2 separate regions of the Zea mays genome follow, and region 1 is linked to region 2. The links are chromatin contacts, called in public Hi-C maps. All regions are on one chromosome and are shown on one strand. The core of a region is the stretch at or near the end of the contact, and the rest is flanking DNA. Distances in the headings are between cores, read along the strand shown. Region 1 holds the start of LOC103637669 (protein ARABIDILLO 1). Region 2 has its middle 57 kb from the start of LOC100284853.

Region 1 (6,829 bases), core at 3,086-5,585, 170 kb before region 2:
GGTGACCAGCCATATCCTTTTAATAGGCTGCTTATCCTTTTTAAACAGCCATTTAGCATGAATAAATGGCTAAACAATAGGTGACTGACTATTTAGCATTTAGGTGAACACTGAAAAGTGAAAGTGCCTCTAGCCTAGTGGTTAAGGCTTCCGAGTAGCACCTCCAAGATCTAGGTTTGATTCCCCTCGGGGACGAATTTTCTGGCTTAGTTAAAAAAATCCCCTCGTTGTGCCTCATCCGCTCTCGGTTATGATGTCATGTGCGTCACCATCTTGTTGGGTCGTTGCAGAGTGGACGATTGACGCCGACCTATTACTGATGGGGGGCAGGGTTCGAAGATTTTCTCGGCCGGGACCAATGTTTTGGTCTCTTCTTAATATAATACAGGGAGGGCGGTCAATGCATGATAAGGGTACCGCGATATACGACTTTGAAGAATAACACTACGGTAATATAGAGAAAGCACTGGTGTATCGAAGTGTCTAATACAGTATGGTTGGGTTAGTGAAGTATCAATAATACAGCAGAAAACTACAACTGTAATGCAGGTTAAAAGAGTTCCATTCTCCTAATGAGAACACGAGACATAAATATGTAACTGCATTGCAATGAAGGGAAACACGCAAGCTTGTAGAATGTTGTTATGGACGCATTCTTTGGTAGGCAATATAGTAGGCGTCCTAGGAAGATTACAGGCATGTTTGGATCGCAGCCTCAGTTGCCACACTTTGCCTAACTTTTCTGCCTAAGGTTAGTTCTTCAATTCGAACGACTAACCTTAGGCAAAGTGTGGCATAGTTAGCCACGAACCAAACAGGCCCTACAATTGAAAGTGGCTAGATCACAAACAGAATAGTCTGTTGCCTTGCTTTGCAGCGTCAGGGTGTGAGTCAGTTAATAGTTTTTAAAAAAAACTCGACCTGCGGGGGGTAAGACAGCCCACAGGCATTATACTAAGAAGACTTTCTCATGCAGGTCGAGAAAACCCCCGAACCCCCGCCCCACCCATACACAGCGGCATCGTAGCCCATGTGAGAAACGACCGCGAACGAGCCTTAGACCTGTGCTTTGGCGTGGAACCATGAGGATTTTTTTAACCACAGCCTGAAATTCGCTCCCATGGGAGTCAAACCCAGAACCTGAGGAATGCTACTCAGACCACCTAACCAACTCGGCTAGAGGCCCTTTCGCAGTTAGTTAGTAGTTTTGATTTCCCTTATCTTATCAGGATGTTGTTAGTGTTTGCTAGATCTTATCAGGAGGTTGTTAGTGTTTGTTAGATCTTATCAGGAGATTGTTAGTGTTTGTAAGAGGATGTATTAGGCAGCCTTGGCTATATAATGCCAGGGAAAGAATGAATAAAGCAAGCAAGAAGTTTCTCATCTCACCACCACAAGGGAGACGAGGAGGGCACTTGCCTCCTCTGTTCCTATTCTGACTCAGCCATATCAAAAGTAGACAGTATATCAAGTAAGAAAAAATATGCTAAACCTTCACAAATCCTGATAAATACATTATATGACCCAATTTGAGACCTATGGCGTACAAAAAAAAATCTATAGGCGAGCAATAAGTCATTGACATGTGTCAAGGCATATACTTATGAAACATTGGAAATGATAACTCACAAGTTTTTGCTAGTGATTTGTGTTTAATGAGACATCTATCTCATGAGCAGTTTATTTTTTATATGGTACAACAAAGATTGATGCCTAAGCAATATGATGCGGATGGTACATGTAACATGTCCAGATGCATAGGTATGTAGGTATGAAGGATGAACTGAAGATGAGAGCTTGCATGCTCCTTGTCATGATTGGCATTTATCACATCATGTTAGTTTCATGGAACTCATATCACTAGCAGTACCAAAACACCTATGATAAATGAATACTGGTTGTTTACAGGGAAAAAAAAGCATGAAGGTGCCATGTGATGTTTACCTGTTCTAGGACACCATCAAGTTTACATGATCTAGCAAGTGTAACCAAAGCATGGACACCACCAGCCTTTGCAACTTCCAAGCTACACTTGTCATCAGCAGCCAGGTTTGCAAGCGCGCCAGCAGCACGTTCCTAAAGAAAAATGAATAGCAACATATATAGATACTAGTTGGTACAGAACCTTAGTTAGATTGGAAATATGAGAATTAAAGGCTTCATACAAGAACTCCATCAGTTCCAGCAGGCCAACGAAATATTAGATCGACCAGGGCCTTAATGCCACCAGATACTGCAATAGCCGCCTGAAGAAGTGCAACCAATGAATTATTACAAAATTACCCCAATAACAAGTTATACAATGCAGCATCCAAAGAATAACAACCTTGTGGTCCTCGCCTACAGAGAGATTCCAAAGGCCACCAGCAGCTTCTTCGGCAACAAGCCTATTCATCGACTTGGCTAAATTAATGAGTATTGTAATGCCGCCTTCATCTGCAACTGCCTTGGCAACCTTGGTATTCACTGACAAGTTGGCAATAGCCTGCATGGTGACATTAACTAATGTGAGAAGATGGTAAATGCAAGCAAGAACACTAAATACGAAGGGAAGAGAGGAACAATTTATTACTTTTGCTGCTTCAGATTGTGCGCTCTCCCTTGAGCACCTTGCAAGGTCCAGCAACATTCGAATGCCCCCATTCTGCATCACTGCCTCCGACCTTGCAGGATCCACATTTGCACTCTCATCATCCATAACTACAAACGTAGCAAGCGACGTAGCTGCCCGCTCCTGCACATCCTCCTGTAAACTCTTCAACAGTCTAAGCAGCAGTGTAGTGCCCTTCTGCAGCCAGAAACCATCCATGCCTTGTGGGTTGGACTCTGCAATTCGGAGAAGTGACTGTGACAGGATCCATTCGAGCCATGTCATCGTATCACCAGGTATCTTGTCTTTGTGACTCCAGTTACATTGATTGAAAAACTCATGCTCTTTCACATCCACAACTGGAAACATGGTCTCAAAAGATTTGAAGATATCGCTGTTAATCGTTAGCACGACCTTGCCCTTAGAGTTACTAAATACAGCAGGATTGTGAAGCTGTTCCTCCTCAACAGAAATGCAGTTCAGCGTGCATATTAGCTTGAGGGTTTTGGCATGGGAAATGAGGCGTGAAACAGCACTTGGCGGAACATCAGTGCGGGAGACGTCAAGGGCAATGAGGGAGGGAAGCTGGGTCCAGCAGGTGGATGCAGTAGCCCATTTCAGGTTCCGGCATCCTGCTACAGAGAGGAATCGGACAGAGTGGATACCAGCAAGGGCGGCCTCATCCACGGTGCCACAATCGAGGAAAGCCACATCCTCGAGGAGGGGGCAGCACCGGGCGAGCGCTCCGACGGCCTCCGCGTCAACTTCACGGAGACCCGAGAGGCGAAGGCGGCAGAGCTGCGAGCAACAAAGCGCGACGTGGCGGAGGGCGTCGCTAGAGATGCGCTCGAGAGGATCGGGCCCGATCTGGAGGCTCTGGAGGTCCTCGTGCCGCGCGGCGAGGACAGCGAGCGTGGCATCTGTGAGGCCGCGGCAGCCATCGGCCACCACCTCGCGAAGACCACGCGCACGGAGGCCCAGGACGGCCTCTGCCGCCTCGTGGCCGCGCAAGCGTATCCGACGCAGGCTCCCGCACCGCGAGGCAAGCGACGACGCCACCTCCCTGTCATAGCGATGTGCGCGGAGGTCGAGCGTCCTCCACAAGCAGGGTGACGAGCCCAGCGCTCGCCAAGCCCGGCACGCTGACGCCATGCTGGCGCGGTCGCGGTAGTTCAGCCGCGCAAAGAGCTGCAGCACCGTGTCGTCCGGCAGCGCCCTCCAGTCCACCTCCACCGCCGCCGCATCCTCCTCGCCTTCCGGCCCAGCCGAAACAACACGCGATGCGCCCCGCACCACCTTACCCTCCCGTTCCCTGCATGTCCGCCGCCGCACCCGGCGCGTCATCCTGAACGCCCAAACCCTAGCTCCGACACCCCACGCCGGCGACTCAACACCACCACACACGCACCAAAATCAAGCACGCACACAAATCCACAAATTGGCAGGTAGTTAACCAGCTCCCGCCGCGAGATCGACAGGCCACCACCCTCCCGCCGCGTTATCGGGCGGCGGCAGGGGGCAGCTGCACCGATCCGGGGATTTCGAGCTCGGCGCCGCGACGCGACGCGAGCCGAGGATGCCGGTGGCCTCGATCCGTTCCGCGGGCCGGTGGATCCGACCCGGTCTGCGTGCTTCCGTCCCCTTTCCTCACCTCCTGCTAAGAGAAAGGATGGGAGGTCAGGACGAGGTGGAAGTGGGTTCGGACATTATATATGGCGTATGCGTATATGCACCTGCGTATGCGTACTCCGAGCTCCAGTCCAAATACGCCTGCCGGCAATGGCAAGCGTAGGGGGCTCAGCCCTCCGACGCTCTCCAACGCCTCACTGAGGGTATGTTTGGTTGGGTTGTGGCTGTGAAAAAAGCTACTGTGGCCTGTGAGCTGTGGAAAAAGCTGCTGTGGGCTGTGAGCTGTTAAAAAGCTAAAAACCGTTTGGTGGAAACCACTAAAAGCCGTTAAAAGTTCTTAAATATATGTTTTCACAGTTCCATCCAAAAGCCACTAAAAGCAGGTCCAAGGGTGCTTTCAGTTTTGCACTGCGAGAAAGTCAGCTTTTAGAAAAAGCTGTTTTCTGGATCCAGCCCTTTGGTTTGGCTTTTGGCTTTTAGGGGGCAAAAGCCAAAGCCAAAAGCCAAACCAAACACACCCTGAGACGCTCACCCGTCGGCTTTAGCGTTTACGTCTCCTCCCTTTTGCTACAACTAGGAATAGCAACCGAGAATTGTTTGTCGAGAAATAGATTTTTATTTTTGTCTCTGTGATTAAAATATTTCTTGTAGATCCCTACAAACACTTGCAGAGATATTTGCAGAGAAATAGATTTTTTTTATCTTTGTCTTTGTTAGGTCCCGTTTGTTTTCTTTCATTTGTAGGAATTGGAATCTTACTAATGGAATAGGCTATTTTTTTAGAACGTGATATTTCACCACTTTCCAAAGTTATTATATAAGGTTATCTTAAATTCATGGGTGAGAGATGGAAATTGATTCTATAGATTTACATGTTATTTTTCCGATGTACAACTTATAACAGACTCTTTTACTTGCTTTGCTACAACATAAATGTATTATATAATTATCTCTCTCATATGATTTAGGATAATATGCAAATATATTACATATATAAATATATGAACTTAATTAGTTTTGTCTAAATTATAATTATTAAAATGGAATTCAATTCCAACGAAACAAACAAGGCCTAACAGGAATCTCTACATAGAATTATAATAATGCTACACTAACAATAAAATTTTCGACTCCATAAAATCAAGATCTACTGTTGTTATAGGTCATGGGACTATCACTAGACGCACAGGACAGGGGAAGTCATCCCGATATAGACAAATGCGTCGAGCAGTGTCATGCAGTCGTTGTCGTCCTTCACGTCCTCGAAAACCTATGAGTTGGTCTATTTTGCCCCTGGCGGAGTGGATAGTCTCTATGTAAATAGTGGTAGTTTAGGAAATAGAAATAATCCTCTATAAATAGAGGGGAGGGTTGGTTAGTCTAGAATTACTTGGTCACCAATTGTTTTGGCTTAGGGTTCTAGCTCTCATATTTTCCATCTCTAGACTGCTCTAATTTTAGCCAAGGATCCACAACGATTTTGTAACTGTCGACTGTGTTTGCGTTCTTCGAGTTTAATCCGACAAGAGTCGTCGGTACAGCCTACATGTTTTGGTCACTTCCTTGCTGAAATTCTGAAGTTTTGTGTTCTTAGTTTCTCCCTTTCCCTTCTCTTGTGAATTTATAGAGAACCTTCGATTTCTTGTGACATGGGTACTGTTGGAGATTGATTTTGGTGGAGATAGACTCTTTGGATCACTGTGTATGCCCTCATGGTGCAGTTCTTGACCGTGATCTGAGTTTATTCTCATTTGAATTCGTTTTGAGAAACCCCCAACAAGACCCCATATCTCTTGGGTTTTCTGATCTGCTCTTTGATTTTTGATTTGTTCAGGTTCATACTTCACCAGTAACCATCTTCTACCCTACGCAAACTATATATGAAGTTTGAGATCGTTCTAGGCATTTTTCAGTGCCCTGCACTACCGGAGGCTGACATTGCCGCTCTAATTTCCTGCTGATTTTGACTCTGTTTTTTCCAGAAAGTTAGGTCTGCAGTTTTAAGGTTTTTGTTGCATACAAACGACGCTGGTTTGCATTGTACTCTGATCTGGTGCTTTGAGTCCCTAGAGGGTTTCCGGGTTGAACTTTGGGACCAAAGTCACGTGCTCGCAAGTCGAGATATTTTAGTGGCTCCCATTCACCCCACTCTAGTTGCCTCACTAGTCCTAAAAACGAATACTATTTTGGAACAAAGGGAGTATTTAATATGTCGATATCCATTCTGATTTTATCCGACACAACTCAATAATATCTGTATTCGATCCGAATCTGATCTGAACTCGATAATGTTCGTGTTGGGGACTTGTTCTCAAATGCTTCGAATTAAAAACAAGGCAACACAAAAATGTTAAACATTAAAGTCCTTCGTCCTTCGAAGCATTATTTTCCTTGGGATATAATGATTTTCGGACGAAGGTTATGAAGGACATACCTTCATAAGTGCAGCACATAATAATGAAGAGAGAATCATATGAAATATAAAAGATAACATGAACAATTATGTATTATTATCAACTCATTTCTATTTTATTATTATGGGAAAATATAAATGATATCAAGTTACAAATGTACCTTTGGCTCGAAAGAAGGTAAGGGTACAAGCGTGAC
Region 2 (7,040 bases), core at 3,986-6,485:
TGTGGTGGTTTGTAGGATGGTGGCCATGGGGTAGCCTGCAACTCTGCTGCTAGAGGAGAAGCATCATCAAAAGCAAAGTTACTATGATGGAAATCATCATACCATTCATCATCATTGCTTGGGCTTTCTTGATGAAGCTCTCTATTATGGCCTTTGTCCTTGGTCGTCTTGCATGATATGGCGCATTTCTTCAACAGCTTCATCAATCTTCTTCTGAAGTTCAGCTAGCCGAAGCATTTTCTCTCTCTCTTTCTCTACACTTGTTGGTGGATAACCTCTAGGTCTCTGATCTCTTGGTCTAGCTCCTCCTCCTGCGGTGTTGGGCTGATGGCCTTCCTTTTCTGGTTTCGGGCTTCTCTCAGAGGGAGCCCTTCTTGGTTGATGTCCAGCGGTGCAAGGGCAGCCCCTGGCGCTATTGCCTTCTTCGGCGGCTTGACGAAGGTGAGTGCTTGAGCTATTGTTGAAGGTGGTCGTTTGAGTTCACCGAATGTGGGCACCAATGTTGGTCACTTGTTCTCAAATGTTGTGAATCAAGAAAAAGGCAACACAATTGTTAAAGATTAAAGACCTTCGTCCTCTGAAGCATTATCTCCTTCCAGATATAATGATCTTTAGATGAAGGTCATGAAGGACAGACCTTCATGATTCTATGAGAATAAGAATTTATGGAGATTATATGTGTCATTCATTCATTCATTCATCCATATATTTATTTCATAACATATATGCATGTACATTAACAGAACTTAAATTACATTGATACCTTTGGCTTGATAGAAGGTGTTGACGCGAGAACAATTACAATCCAATGTGAAAAGTACGGTGGTATTGTTCACCAATTTATAGGCACGGGACGCAGCACGGGTAAAAATACATTTATGACCTCAACATTCGTTCATAACAATAACATAAATCAGTAGGGACTAGCTAGTCTTTTTTCTCTTCGGCTCAGCATCATGCTTGATCTTCGACGCCACATTAAGCCGAAGTTGTTACTCTTCGGCTATAGCTTCGACGTTCATTGTTGTCATTTTCGGGCTATATCTTCGTCTTGAAGACCTTTGGCAGAGGAGAAGACTCCCATCATGAACCTTTGTTTGTGACGAAGCTCCTGTAACACCCAACATTATGCTAAAACAAATGGTTAGTCATGTTTTCGAGGACCTTCGGAAGAGGAAGGCCCCCCAACAGGTTGGATCTCATCTAAATCAACTCAGGAATAGAAGAGGACAACATCCGCATGGAGAGACTACTAGAGTACACTACAACTCTGAACACTGAGCATGATGTTGCCCTAGTAGAGCTAGACTACTTAAGGCTCTAGAATGCTTAGCTACGAGCTCGTTTGGACATTGAAGACAACCTCAGCTAGCTGAAGAATCTGCAAATTTCCCCGCACACCTAGTACTCTTGTACCATCTAGGTTTCTTCTGAGATGTAATAGGAGTTATGCTTAAGGAATAAAATCATATTAAAGCAATGTTACTATTATTATAATGATGCAATTGTTTTTGTTACACCCAGATTCAAGGGCAAATACAGATGCATCTTATATGTGCGCCAAATTAAAATCCACACATATAATGACTTAGTGTATAGAGACGAATGTCGATAACTTTATTATATAACGAGAGTGTCTTACAAAATAACTGATAGTAGAAATAAAATGAACTAATATACTATCTCCACGGCGCCATAGCTGACTGGGAGACGACGCCTAGATCTCATCGAACTCATCATATTATTCGTCCTTCGGTGGTACCTGTTCTTCACCTGGTGTGGTTATAGCAAGGGTGAGCTCCCAATAGTTCATTTTTTGCAAGGCATAGGGAAAACAAACTAGGTAACGTATTAGGTTCCATTAGATTAACCTAAGCATGTCACGGTCACATAGAGCAATGGCAACACTACCCAATAGTTTCTATGGTTTATGAATTAATTTTTACACTAAATTTCTGAATTAATTCCATATATATTTTATGTGTTGTTGGACTTCTAGTATTATATGCCAGAAACTCAAGGTCACTTTTACAACTTTCAGAACATATTTGTTTTACTTCTTGAACTGATCTGGAATTGCGGGCCAATTTAATTAAAACATAGGGGCTCTTATGATTATAATACCGGCTGAGGCCATGTTCGGTTACTAGTGGTTTGAGGGGGATTAAGGGCTTGTTCGCTTTGGAGTGAATTGAGGGGGATTGGAGGGGATTAAATCCCCTCCTATACAAATTTGTATAGGAGGGGATTTAATCCTCTTCAATCCCCTCCAATCCTCTAGCAACCGAACAAGCCCTGAAGGGGTATCTTTACACCTCGCCATTCAGATTGGACTCGATGATCTAGATTAGATTGTCGCTGCAATGAACTGGTGTCCGGTTTCGGCTGTTAGATCGAAGATCTGCGGCCAGCAAGACCTACATGCTTCGACTGATCACAACCGCTCATCTGTAAATGGGTGGCACCGATTCAAGCTGCGAGGTGGTACGAGAGCAAAAAATTCCAACCATTGAGTTAGATCAACGGTCACCAGTCATCCTCTTCCCCACGCTGGCTGCAGACCGTGCGACGTGCGCACAACCCATGGTAGGGCATCACCGACGTGCAGCGCCCCAGTTACTCTGGTGGCTACCTCCCCCTAGCACCTGCTACGCGATGCGGAGGTTTTAGAGAACATCAGAGAGGCAACAAACCGGTGGTCGACGTGACGGTGGATAGAGATGAAAACGGTCGGAAACGGTATTTATTTGGTAATCAGTTTTTTAGTCGTTTTTTTTATTGCGAATAAATAGGATATAAAATCTACAATACAAACAGTGGCGGACGCAGGACGAGAATCCATGGGAGGCCAAAAAACCACATGACAAATCAAGCAAAAGATTGTAAAAAAACAGAGTTGCATTGAATTCAAGTTTTATATCAATACACGATATAATTTCAAAGAAATAAATAAATAAAAGAAGTAAACATACTGTTAAGTTCTTACTAGCCTAATAAAAATTGGGTGTACCTTATCGAATATTGATCTCTTTGATGGGTAGGTGTGCTGAGAAAGGGGTAGGTCAAGGGACGTTTCTAGTTGAGAGATAGGGCTCGTTAGTTCGACAAGCTCGTTGACCTCCAAGGACGGGTCACATCATCGCGACGAACGAAATCGGACATGCCGAGCTAGCTAGCGTCATGAGGATGACAAGCGAGGCGGGGGAGTATCACGACATGTCTCGAAGCGGACTGGATCAGGCAGTGTCGATAAGAATGGGACTGGGCCATAGTCAAAATGTTCCTGGATCGATTGGATTGAGGAGCAGGGTCATGGATCGTTGGTCGACACTTTAAAAAGGGATGTATACATCTAAGGGACGGGAATATTATGAATTTGATATGTTGAGTCTAATGGCCGATGATCTCAGGTTGATATGGATCAAGGTTCATGTTCTAAAATTTCAATAACAACATAACACCAGTCTAATATCATCTCATTCTACTATTGAAACTCTAGGCTATCTCTATTAGATTCCCTATCTTATCCTCTATTTTAAACCTTACTCTACAAACAGTATCATCTACAATTCCGTTTCCCCTATTTTACACTATCTGCTGGAGACAGTGTTATACTTATACAAACAGAAAATTTTAACCAACCTAAAAATTTAATTTTTCTCTATACTAATACTAAATGAATATTAGATATATAAGAGAGAGAGAAAATTGAGGGGGGGCCATGGCCCACTTTGCCCCCCTCTCGGTCCGCCCCTGAATACAAATTTGTATTCTTGTTTTTAACATCGAGCTTGTAAAGATTCATAAAAGGTAAACTTTAAATTCATCATATATTTTCTTAAATAATAGATATAAACTTCGGTATAAATTCGAAAACAAATTCGGTAATTTTTTCAACTATTTGTGTTCTAGGGACCAAATAATACCTAAACATTTTATGTAATATTTTATTCATATTTGTACTAATGTGCTTGATAACATAAGAAAAGATCAACATCAAATCTTATACATATCTATTTAAAAATATTAAATTTGTTCTAACAGTTCGGATTACCACTTTCATCCTTGCGGTGGATGTTGGCCACGACGCAGAGTGGGTCCGTCGTGCGGCCCAACACCGACGAGGAATTCCGCTTGCCTCACGACTCCGCACATCGTGGGTCTTATGTGTACAAGTCCCTCCCGCTTCGACAATCCCCTGGAACGTGCTCTTGGGATTTGATCAATGTCGAGGACAAAGAGCGACGGCGGTGGCGTCTCCTTCTACCCCTGCTGACTCTCTCCTTCCGTCGATGGCTCTAGGCTATGGTGAGATGATACACTCGCGGTCCGACTTTTATAGGGGTAGATAGGAAGAGCGGGCCCCACCGAATCGTAACATAATTCTTAGGATCACAACCGCCATGGTGAACTGCCCGACTCGCGAGGAGATCGGCCACGGGATGGCGGAGGAAGTCTGGCAACACAGCCATGTTGGGCGCCTTCGTCTTTTGAAGGTCCTCAAAAACACGTTCAACCACTGGTTACTAAGTATTGCAGGAGCTTCGGCACCAGAACACCTTCGATGCAGAACATTGGAGGGGCAACGAAGCTACCTTTGTCATAGCAACACAGGGAGACAATGCAAAGAGGAGTCATCATAAATGCTGAAAGCAAAAGAGAATATCGCCCTTATATTATTTTTAAATCTTGTGTGTAATCTTTGTGGGTGTAAATGTAATTTTGTACGAAGTCGTATGATTCTCTATAAATAGATGAACAATGCTCTACATAAAGTACCTTTTGAAGGGTCGGACTATTGCTGTGTGTAATCTTTTCTCTGCACCTTCGCTCTAATTCATTCTGTAGAGCCGAAGGTACGATTGTAAATTCATTATGCAAAAGAAGAGAAATACGATATTAATACATCTGAGACGAGTCGTTATACAAACATTCTTTTACATGCTTTACCTATTTATGCAATTAAGTCATGGCTTGTCCGGTTAAGTCTCAACCTTCGTCTTCGAAGAAGTTGTTCTGATGGGATGACTGCTTAAGGACGAAGATTGATTATCCTTTTAACATTGTGTTGCCTTGTTTTTTATTGTACATAGCAATCGGGAACAAGTGACCAACAGGCCCCGCATTACGTCCGCACGTGCTAATGCCAGCACTTGCGTCAGCGTGACGCAAGCGGTATTGTTTAATATTATCTCTTCGGCCTGCGACTAGCTACGCGGTGAGAGACTGTCGTGTGGGCCCAACGACAGCGATGGAGCAAGGTAGCGCGCGCGAGGATGGCTTTGTCCGAGCGGGCCCATGCACCAGTGATTCAAGCGGATAACGGAGCGGGTGGCTGGCGGGGGTAGTGGGCCGGTTTGGGATTGCGAATTCCGGTTGGACTGAGGCATGGGAAACGACCTAGGTCGTGATTTATTTCCTTTTTCTTTTAATCTGTTGTTTCCCTTTTCTTTTCCTAGCCATATTCCTTTCAAATTTCAACTTCTAAGTGTGATTTGAAGTAAATCCTAAATCTAAGTTGGATTTGTACACCACCAATTAAATGCACAACCCAAAAGAAAATAGCATGAGATGCATACATTTATTTTAATTATGGTTTATAAATCACTTAATCATTTAAGCATGAGGACCCTTATGTTAAATAGATGAGAGGACATCACACATAATACTTATAACTCCTTTCTTATTTTTCCACTAAATTTGGGTGTTACAGTTTTGATGCTGGAATAAATAGTTGAGTTGAATCTTTGATTGAGTGTGTTGGATTGTAGAATGATGGTCATAAGGGCATTTATAATATTGAACTCAACGCGATGCATTCAAAGTTAATCCCTTAAATTTCTTATCAAGTTATTTTTCATCTAAGACCTCATTTTCTAACCATCCAGATGGTGAACACTAGGGGACAAAACCAAGATCGGAATCAAGGTCAGCACTCAGGACAGGAGTTGCTACCACCACCCTCGAACCCTACGATGGAGCAGTTCATCGCAACCTAGATATAGTTTTTTGTAAAATCTCACTGCCTCAGTTCAGCAACTGCAACAATAGCAGAACCAACGTTAACATGCACCCTGTCACACCTGAATTTAAGGGATAAAGTCGGGTGTGTCTCATATGTGCGCCAAAGAAGAACATCACATATAATGACAAAGTGTATAGAGATAAATGTCACAAGTATCATTATTACATGGAGGAAGTCTTACAGAAATAAATGATAACAATAAAACGAACTAAATATTATTCCTTCGCGCCATCAAGCTGACTGGGATACGCATCTAGATCAACTCGTACTCCTCATTATAGGACTCCTCTTGGACCATCTGCTCTTCACCTGTGAGGGGGGTTATATATCGCAAGAGTGAGCTCACAAAAGATCATAGCTCAACAAGTTGTGGGCAATAATGTGCATGAACTAACCAAAGGTGGGGGTTCATGTGAAGTGTAAGGCTGACCAACAAATAATGGTTAAAGCTGAGCATTGTTTTTAATAAGTTGGTCAAATTTTATTAGCAGTTACTAAATGTAAGTAAATACCAAACCATAGTAATAATATATCAAAATTGATAATAAACCATAATGCGATGCAAATGAAAAATTGAATTTAATTCCATAAATTAATCATGTGAGTGTCCGAGCCGCTCATGACCGTGAGCACAGCTGATATACCAGTTTTACACTCTGCAGAGGTTGTGCATCTTTACCCACAAGTCATGTTACCCATCTACCAAGGGATCGCGACTCACATACACCTCTACCAAGGAAGCGAGGCAGGGTAACACTACGAGGCCTGTACAAAGTTCCACTAGTTTCAGAAAACCCACTACAGTTCTAGGAAGCTCCAATGCAGAGATTCCTAGCCTGACCGCCATCGCAGCAAAATCAACCCAAGGACCTCCCTACACTGACCACTCCCATACTGCCTGTTGGGGGCCTTTGGCTTCCGAAGGTCCTCAAAAACATGATTTAACAATGTTTTTGGAGTATGATACATGAACAGGTACCTTCGGACTTAGGTCAAAACCATAGTGTGAAGAAGC

What was found. Hi-C and Micro-C count contacts between places; a contact is called where the count stands out from the background.
Region 1: a contact with region 2 is called in a Hi-C map of ear, with 2.4 times the contacts expected there. The contact joins the promoter of LOC103637669 here to the enhancer-like site in region 2. A contact is called at or near these places in 2 of 25 Hi-C or Micro-C datasets (ear and tassel).

What each region holds. Positions count from the first base shown.
Region 1 is chr1:94,778,207-94,785,035 of Zm-B73-REFERENCE-NAM-5.0, reverse strand. LOC103637669 (protein ARABIDILLO 1) reads right to left here and starts at 4,335. Exons shown (of 12, transcript XM_008660227.3): 1 at 2,573-4,335; 2 at 2,327-2,485; 3 at 2,166-2,246; 4 at 1,945-2,076. The coding sequence starts at 3,934.
Region 2 is chr1:94,613,491-94,620,530 of Zm-B73-REFERENCE-NAM-5.0, reverse strand. No RefSeq gene overlaps it. Among protein-coding and RNA genes, the nearest start is that of LOC100284853, 57 kb to the right of the region's middle. Within about 2 kb of position 5,235, at least 17 of the 20 cell types and tissues checked have an H3K27ac peak or open chromatin away from gene starts, as enhancers often do. A contact at or near this core is called in ear and tassel, where this site is marked.